Linked DNA regions of Mus musculus: all the other regions are linked to region 2. A link is a contact called in public Micro-C and promoter capture Hi-C data. All regions are on one chromosome and are shown on one strand. The core of a region is the stretch at or near the end of the contact, and the rest is flanking DNA. Distances in the headings are between cores, read along the strand shown. Region 1 has its middle 140 kb from the start of St8sia4. Region 2 holds the start of St8sia4 (ST8 alpha-N-acetyl-neuraminide alpha-2,8-sialyltransferase 4). Region 3 has its middle 170 kb from the start of St8sia4.

Region 1 (2,700 bases), core at 92-2,591, 140 kb after region 2:
AGAATATCTCAGTTCTAAGTTATATATGCACAGATAGATGTATTTGTGTGTGTATATTTTACATATGACTTACAGATTTGAGAGAAGGATGCATTAAAGACATATATAAGGTCAAAATTTCAACTTTATATAATGTACTGTGTACTTAGTAAAGATTGAAAAGAAACATAACAAAGAAAAAGAAACCAAAGTGCATGCAGATCATGGTAATTAATCTGCTGACATGATCTCTACATAATGATTATATTAAAATAGGCAGTGGATTTTGTTTCCTTGTTTATTTTCTCCGTGAGAATATAGACTCTAAGAGATGAGAGCAAGTCCACTTCTCACAACACAAGCATGTATACACACATAAAGAAATATAAATTGCAACCCCATAGGAAGAACAATATTAACTAACTGGACCACCCAGAGTTCCCAGAGACAAAACCAACAACCAAAGAGTATACATGGAGGGATCCAGGGCTCCAGCCACATATGTAGCAGAGGACGATCTTATCTGACATCAATGGGAGAGGAGGCCCTTGGTCCTGTGGCAGCTTGATGCCCCAGCGTAGGGGGATGCTAGAGCAGTGAGGCAGGAGTGGGTGAATGGGTGGAGGAGCACCCTCATAGAGGCAAAGGGGAGGGGGGAGAGGGGGGTTGCAGAGGAGTAACCAGGAAGGGGGATATCATTTGAAATGTAAATGAATAAAATGATTAATAAAAAAGAAATATGGAATATGTAAGTCCTTTGTCTAAAAATAGTAATGTTGACTCCCACAAAGAGTTATTGAAATATTAGTGTGAAAACTTCCTTTGACAAACAATGATCTTGATTATGTGGCTCTTGTAAATCCCCATATATAGAGTTTTGAAGTTATAGATTAATGTTTGTGGGCAGGAGAACTGATAAAGTATAGGTCATAAGAATGAGGATAAAAGCCAAAGTGACAACATGGGAAAAGACTGGTGTCAAAAAGATTTCATCTTCAATAACAATCAAACAGAGTGATTTGCAACAGATAAGGCAAGTGCTAGCCTAGCAAAAGCTTTATCACAATTCTTCACCAACTGATTAACATACCAGCTGCTATGACTCCACTGTCAGGGTGGTACTCATTTATTCTCTTATCCCCTCAGAGCTAGGCTTAAACACCTGCTCTGTTCCAGGAAGGATGCTGATCCCTCTGGTATAACATTTCAGACAAGAGAGGCCCACCTGTTTCTGAATAAGCAGAATGAAGGTATTATGTTTATAAATACCTTGTAAATGACTGAAAGGAGGTAAGGTACTGCAATGGTTAGGTTTCGTCAACTTGACAGAAAATAGAGTCACCTGAAAAGAGGAAACATCAATTGAGAAATTGCTCCTCTGTTTGGCCTGTGGGTACTTTTTTCAATCGTAGTTGATGGTGAAGGGGCCTGTCCACTGTGAGTGCTTCTGCTCCTGAACAGGAAGACAGTGAGTCTTGGGTTGTCTAAGAAAGCAACCTGAGCAAGTCGGAGAGACCAAGCCAGAAGAGAGCATTTCTCCATGGTTTTTCACTTCAGTTCCTGACCTGAATTCCTGCCCTGACTACCATTTTGATAGAAATGATGTACAGTAAGCTAAAAACAAATCCTTTTCCTCCAAGTTGGTTCATTGTTTTATCATGATAACAGTGAAGCCAATGAAAGAGGTACCACCTAGTCTGTCTTCTAGCTAGACACTTTGAGAAGGTTTCCCGTGAAGTAGCAGCTAGCCTAGGAAAGAATCAGGGGACTCTAGTGACATTGTTTATTTAAAAAAAGGGTGAGAATCTCCAACATCTAGAAATCAAAATGTTTACTCCTCAGGGACTGAGAAGTGTTAATGTCTTAAATCCTGTTTAATGTATTATTTCCCTGGAGAATTATCATGACAGCCGAAAGGTGCCTATATTTTAAAACAATGAGACAGTGAGATTAAGTTATGAACTTGTTACACACTTAACTTTTTTCAATTTAGATTACTAAATTTTATTTGGACATGCAAAACTGGTTGAATGTAGATAGTATCACATAATTTCGGGCATATATAAAAAACAGTAACGGTATTTTAAATTGTGATGTATTTTTTAAAGCATGACTTCAAAGTAATACATTTTATCAGGCCCTACGTCTTCAGCAATGTTATCATAAAAAGAAGATCATATATCAATCCGGAGGATATATATGGAATTGGAAGAGAAACCCCTAGAACTCTCTTCTAATTATTTTATAACATATGCTCTTCGAGTTCTGAAACCATCCAGGTTTTTCAATACTAATGGAACAGAGTGTAGGGGCGACCACTGTAATCTCTATCCTCAGGAGGGAAAGTCAGGAAAATCGTGAATCCCAGGATAGTCTGGGAGATATAATGACAATCTACCTTAAGATAATAATATAAAAATATAATATGATATTCTTGTAGAAAGATCATTCAAACATTGTATATATTGAGATTTTCCTCAATGATTTATTCTGAACATCCTTAGCCAGTTTTGTATTGAGCAGAGCTCATGTTAATAACAGATTGAATAACATAAACTAAATTTCTAGTTAGCATTGCTGAGTTTTATTCTAATCTTCACGAGTTGTTGTAATGTAGCATAAAGTATTTTTCCATCTTCTGTGCTGGTCAGTAAAGAGGGCTAGAAGCCTTTGAGTTTATTCCCAGGCAGATCTGCTATAAACAATTAGGTTCTAATACTC
Region 2 (2,700 bases), core at 162-2,661:
AACTTAGGAGACTTAACTTCCTAAACCTTGAATAGAAACTGACACACATAAACAGGGTCTTATACTAAGCTCTGTTGGTTTACTTTTAAAGACCTCAGCAGCTAGGCAAAGGTTCTAGAACCTCGGGTTTTAAGCAAGGGTCATGTCTTTCTACTTAATGCTGCTCCTTGAGTCACTCTGAATTCTTCCTAAGTCCAAGGATACCCAAATCCTGGTGGTGAGCCTTCTCATTTGCTGATGTGGAAAGTGCAAACTTAATGGGCTAATGGACTAGCAAAGGTACTGCTCAGTGAAGGAGCAGGAAGTCAGACTTCAGAGCCTCTGGAATCCTGGGGCCAAGGCACACAGATAGGAAGGAGTCTGGTTTCCAGGCTCTGTCTCCTGCTGAGGAAGCATGTAGATGTTAGGTGTGATAAGCCTGAGCAGTCAGCTCTCTTGAATGTGCCAGAAACTAGGAATGGAGAGGTGCTCAGCTAGAATACTCAGAAAGCGCGCCAGCTGCACAATACAATAGAAGTAAAAAAAAAAAAAAAAAAAAAAAAAAAAAAAAAAAAAAAAAGGTAGGCGGGAAGAGGGGTGAAAATCAGAGCCCAATACACTTCAGTTGGATTTTCAAGAGGAGCCTGCCTTTCCTGCTTTTTACCCTTCCTTTCTTCTTCCCTAGGATTACGAATGTGTTGGTGGGTGTGCCGGAGGACGCTGCCTTTTCTCAGAATTCTGGTCTCAGCAGTGAAGTTTAAATGGCATTGGATTTGCCTTCACTTCGTGAGGAGTTTCCAAACGACAACGCGTGGGTCACAGAAGTGTCCATAATGTTCGTAAGGATGCCTCCGACTTCACTTGCTTACCTCAAGCTTCAAGCTGGGATCCTCATTACCCATCCACTCTGCGGGCGAGATCAGCTCATCAGCTCCTGTGAATAATCGTATTTTCCAGACAGAGTTGTGCACTGAATAATGAACGTTCCCCTTCCACTTCCCTGTTGGATTTCACTGTGCTTCGGTCGGGTTTATTCGCCCGTGCGTTTACGTATGTTTAGCAAACACGCTTTGAATGATAGGCTGCTTTCTCGAGCTATCCTTATCCCTAGCCATTGCGTTCCTCTGGTGGGATGAGTCTCATCTTTCTCAGATGAGATGAATGCTGGTGTCGAAGCTGGCGGATCTGGAGCCTTGACGTTTGGGCGTCCTAGGAGATAGTGTGGTTCTGTGTGTGTCTGTGGTTTGGGGGCATGTGCGCAAGAACGCGTCCGCGTGCGACTGTGAGCTTCCTCCACCCGGCATAGTGCAGACCGAGCTCACAACGACTCTCCGAGCAGCCGCCAGTAACGCAAGGCAACAGCAGCCTCCGCCCCCTCAGCACGGTGATTGGCTGGCCTTGCTTATCGTTTCCCTGCTACGGCGAGGAAAGGGCCAGTGACGCCCCCGAGCCCAGCTGCAGAAGAAACCGCCACCTCCAATGCACAAGGTGTCACATTTGAAAAGAAACCTGAGCCCCAGGGAGGCGGCGCAGAGCGACCCGGGCCCGGTAAGCGCTAACTGCGCGGCAGGGAGCTGGGCAGCGCTGGAGAACCGGGAGAGCTCCACCGCTGAACATCCTAGCGACCTGATTCTGGGATCTCGGCTCCACGCTCCCTTCGCAATTTTCAGATTTCTCCCCCTTGATTATCATCCCAAAACGGAGCCTTTATACCAGGAGAAGGTGCCTGAGCTGGGACAACCAGGACTTTCCCGGGCACCCAAGATGCGCTCAATTAGAAAACGGTGGACCATCTGCACTATAAGTCTACTCCTGATCTTTTATAAGACAAAAGAAATAGCCAGAACTGAGGAGCACCAAGAGACGCAACTCATCGGGTAAATGCATGTTCAAGGATATGACACCAAATCAAGCCATAGTGAAGTGTGCTTAGAGCCGGGAGAGTGACGTTTTTGGAGTGCTGTGTGTATTGGTTTGGGCGTGCTTGTGCAGAGTGTCATGAATTAAATAACAAAGGCTCTTTGGAGGTGTGTGTGCATGTTTCCCATGCTGGTTCTAGGATGAGTTTAACTTGCCCTGTGCAATGGTGGTGGTGGTGGTGGTGGTGGTGGTGGTGGTGGTGGTGGTGGTGGTGAAAGATGTATTGGCACAGGGTGCAGCTCACCAAAGAAGTCACTGCAGAAGTGTCAACAAAGAACGAGTGCCCTTGTCAGTTTAACGCTTGAGCAGAATTCAGAGATGTCTTTACTCCTCAAGCCTTCTCTTTCTTTCTTTCCTTCTGTGTCCCGCCAGTCTATGAGGACACCATAAAAAGCGGCGTTCTCCAAAGTTTATGGTCACAGAAGTGAAGTGGGTCTTTACTCTTTTTTGTTTGTTTTTGTTGGGGGAGGGGACGCCTGTAAGATCTATTTTCTTTCTTTCTTTCTTTCTTTCTTTCTTTCTTTCTTTCTTTCTTTAAGTTAGACATTTCAGTATCAATAAGGAAAATTCCTTATTCACTCCTCTACGTATAAAACTCCCGGGTTTCATGGTTACAGTTTTAGAAGGGAACTGGGAACTGCGCCTTTACAGACCATATCTGCTCTTTTTTTTTGAGTTTGTCAAGATGTGATCAAAATCTCCGCCCCATTAAGTTCTGTAAATATCTCACTTCCTTCCTCTCTCCCCTGGCTTCTCTGCCTTTGAAGTCTATCCGGGAGCAGAGCGAGCGATTTGTAACTT
Region 3 (2,840 bases), core at 209-2,708, 170 kb after region 2:
TATAGTATCTTAAAAGGATCTACTTATTGGCATATGGTTTGATTAGCCATTTAATAGAGTCATAATGATTTTTCTCTTTTCTTCAATGTGATCAGTTATTCTAACTCAATCTTGGACTGGTCTAATAGTAAGTCCAATATTAGAGATTCCTATTGTAGATAGCTAAAATTCTTAATTACCTAGCAAAGTTAATTCAGAGTACAGCCTCCACTCCCAGAGGAGCTGTGGCCTTCCTGCATTCTAAAAACCAGCTCCCCCACAAGGAGGCCAGAGCTTGAGCCTTGCTAATTTGCAACTGAATAAAGTACCTGGACTTCCCCAAAAGAAGCTTTGTACTGTTACTTTTCACTGCCTGGATTTTGTTTTTCAAGCAGGTCAATCAACATCTTCAGCCTGACTACAGCAGGTGTGCATCCCTGCCTCCAAGGGCATGCAGGTGGCAGCTACTAATTTTCATTCTAAAAGCATTCCAGCACATATTGTGGCTTTTGGTCTGATTTGGGATTAAGATTTGTTATTAGGGCTAGAAAGGCAGAAATTTCAGATATTAGAAGAATGTTGTTTTTATTCTGATAAGACGGGCTTAGTCTCTTAGCTGGTCTCCAGTTTTACACCCTTGCTGCTATTGCAAGGTCCCCTTGGTTCCTCTGGCAGTGGAGATATTAGGGATGAGGAGGGTGACCTCCAGCTCCTAATATAGCCTACAGCTACAAATTGTGGTGTTACAAGTGGCATAATTCTTGTAGAGGCCTTGCTGAATCTGAGGTTGACAATTCTCCCTTGGGAGCTGCACAGGACTCAGAACTGTGCATGCTGGTTCGTGATAATATGAATCCAGTATGGTCACCAGTGTGGGTACAAGGCTAAGCTCTGCAGGGGAAGGTCCATTTCTGAGTTCCCTGAGAGACACACCTGGTTTGGATGGAGTTTGGTATCTAGTTCCATTTACAACCAAAAGAATCTTTCTAAGGCTCTCCCTCCCCTCCCCAAAAGATACCAAGAGCCATGATTGTGGGTCCTGACAGCACCCACGGGAGGAATCGGGTCAATGCTCCCCCAGCCATGGTTAATGCCCACTCATCCAAGGATGAGAAGATCATTTGATCACCTCAGTTAAGTGTGGCCTTATTTAATTTAATTCAAAGAGGGGAGAGAGGTTGGAGATCATACCCTGAGAAGGCAAGCCCTTTCACAGTCTCCCACCCTAACAAGCCAAATGGCCTTGAGCTAGGGAGCTCATCTTCACCCCCTCCTCTCTGTTCCCTGCCTATCACCCAAGGCTGTTAAGGAGGATCCACATACTCTCCTTTAGTGTTATCTTACTATAGTGCCTTTCAAAATTGAATCCTGATAAAGTTAAGTCTTCGCCAGAGTTCCAACTTCCTAGTAAGACCGTGAAGCTGACTACTTGTAATTCAGTAGGAATTCAGCAAGGAAGTTACCTATTCAGTAACTAATTTAGCATTACAAAAGATGGAGCCAACAGTTCAGTGCTACTCTGCAAAATGTTTATTTGGACAGAAAGGACAGTCTTAACCCAATAAGGGTTTACTATGAGAAAAGTTAGGGAATCCCACTGAGACAGGTTTCTTCATTAGACCCTAAGAATTCAGGCAGAACTATAGAGCATAAATAAATTTTATGCCTCAGCTCAGACTTTCTTTTTTATATTAACAACAGGGAGGAGATGTAACCTCCCTCCCCCCCCCCACATCACCCCCCTGCCCCAGCCTGAACTCAGGCTGATCAGGCTTGACTGTTATCACCAGGAGATCATTGGGTGTGGAGCCCGCCACTCTATCGTTCTGACACTCCTGCTGCTGCTACCTGCCGCCTAGCTGTTCTGGAGTATTCACGTGGTCACCTGCAACTGGACTCCAAGGATGATTTGGTGGGAATGGGCCCCTCCCCCTTCTTTATAACCCTGTGTTCTGAATATTAAAATTGAACCTTAATCAGACTAATGTCTTGGTTCCATCCTTTCTTTTTTTTTTTTTTTTTTTTTTGACAGTCTCAAGTTTTTATTCAGTGGGTCTCTGTGTCTAGAAGAAGGTGTTGGGCCTCTTGGTGGTGAAGCGTGGCTTGTGCTGGCTCCGCAACACACGGTGGGGCAGTGGGAATTTGATCTTGGAGTCGTGGAACTGCTTGACAGCTGGCCGGCGGCACTTGCCAGCTGCAATCTCTTCCACCTTCATGATCTGGATGGAGTGGGCACGGGCACGGTGTCGGGCACCCATGTCTCGGTAGCACTGTGTGACTGCACCAGCAGTGGTCAGGTCCCTGTACTCCCGATACATGTTGTGTGTGCCACTGCGGGAGTCATAGCGCAGCCAGATGCCAAAGTTCTTCACACGCAGGGGTGACTTCTCAAACACCTGTCTGCAGTACACAATTTCCCCGGATGACTTCTTCATCTTCTTCAGCTGTGACACAAAGTACCAGAAGCGGGACTTGGCCACCACATGGTTGGGTGCAAAGATTCGCATACGGTACAGTGGTGGTGTGTGGCATTTTGGGGTTGGCAAGCAGCGCCCCACCACCTTGTACTCCCGAAGCGTGCCCGAGGCCTTCATGGCACTGCGCACTCGTTCACCGCCAGTCACAAAAGGCGGTTCCATCCTTTCTTGCACCCCCTAGGTTCCCTCTTTTCTTCCAGATTCCAAGATGCCTCCCAGGCTCGAACCCAGACATGTGAGCCGCTGGCTGGCCTCAACAATCTGGTATTGCAAATCAGACTCTCATACTTGTGTGTCACACAGAACCAATTTCTAATCGTAATCCCAAGATATTTCTAAATACCATCATCAGTCATATAAAAGATTTTCTCTCTCTCCTTTTTA

What was found. Promoter capture Hi-C pulls out the DNA fragments that hold promoters and counts their contacts. Hi-C and Micro-C count contacts between places; a contact is called where the count stands out from the background.
Region 1: a promoter capture Hi-C map of neutrophils shows a contact between it and region 2, with 3 times the contacts expected there. The contact joins the enhancer-like site here to the promoter of St8sia4 in region 2. A contact is called at or near these places in 1 of 39 promoter capture datasets (neutrophils), 2 of 484 Hi-C or Micro-C datasets (the C10 cell line and macrophages), 4 of 115 datasets of contacts at active chromatin or transcription factors (CD8 T cells, bone marrow-derived macrophages and cardiomyocytes) and 3 of 9 other capture datasets (adipose tissue, embryonic stem cells and liver).
Region 3: a Micro-C map of embryonic stem cells shows a contact between it and region 2, with 3 times the contacts expected there. The contact joins the enhancer-like site here to the promoter of St8sia4 in region 2. A contact is called at or near these places in 1 of 39 promoter capture datasets (macrophages), 1 of 484 Hi-C or Micro-C datasets (embryonic stem cells), 2 of 115 datasets of contacts at active chromatin or transcription factors (the SCID.adh cell line and large pre-B cells) and 2 of 9 other capture datasets (liver and pancreatic islet).

Annotation. Positions count from the first base shown.
Region 1 is chr1:95,529,907-95,532,606 of GRCm38.p6, reverse strand. No RefSeq gene overlaps it. Among named protein-coding and RNA genes, the nearest start is that of St8sia4, 140 kb to the left of the region's middle. Within about 2 kb of position 1,341, at least 11 of the 459 cell types and tissues checked have an H3K27ac peak or open chromatin away from gene starts, as enhancers often do. A contact at or near this core is called in neutrophils, where this site is marked.
Region 2 is chr1:95,666,305-95,669,004 of GRCm38.p6, reverse strand. It overlaps St8sia4 (ST8 alpha-N-acetyl-neuraminide alpha-2,8-sialyltransferase 4), which reads left to right and starts at 1,411. Exons shown (of 5, transcript NM_009183.2): 1 at 1,411-1,856. The coding sequence starts at 1,744. It overlaps Gm30431 (predicted gene, 30431), which reads right to left and starts at 1,304. Exons shown (of 4, transcript NR_166710.1): 1 at 849-1,304.
Region 3 is chr1:95,498,354-95,501,193 of GRCm38.p6, reverse strand. It overlaps the pseudogene Gm15427. Among named protein-coding and RNA genes, the nearest start is that of St8sia4, 170 kb to the left of the region's middle. Within about 2 kb of position 1,458, at least 1 of the 459 cell types and tissues checked has an H3K27ac peak or open chromatin away from gene starts, as enhancers often do. A contact at or near this core is called in embryonic stem cells, where this site is marked.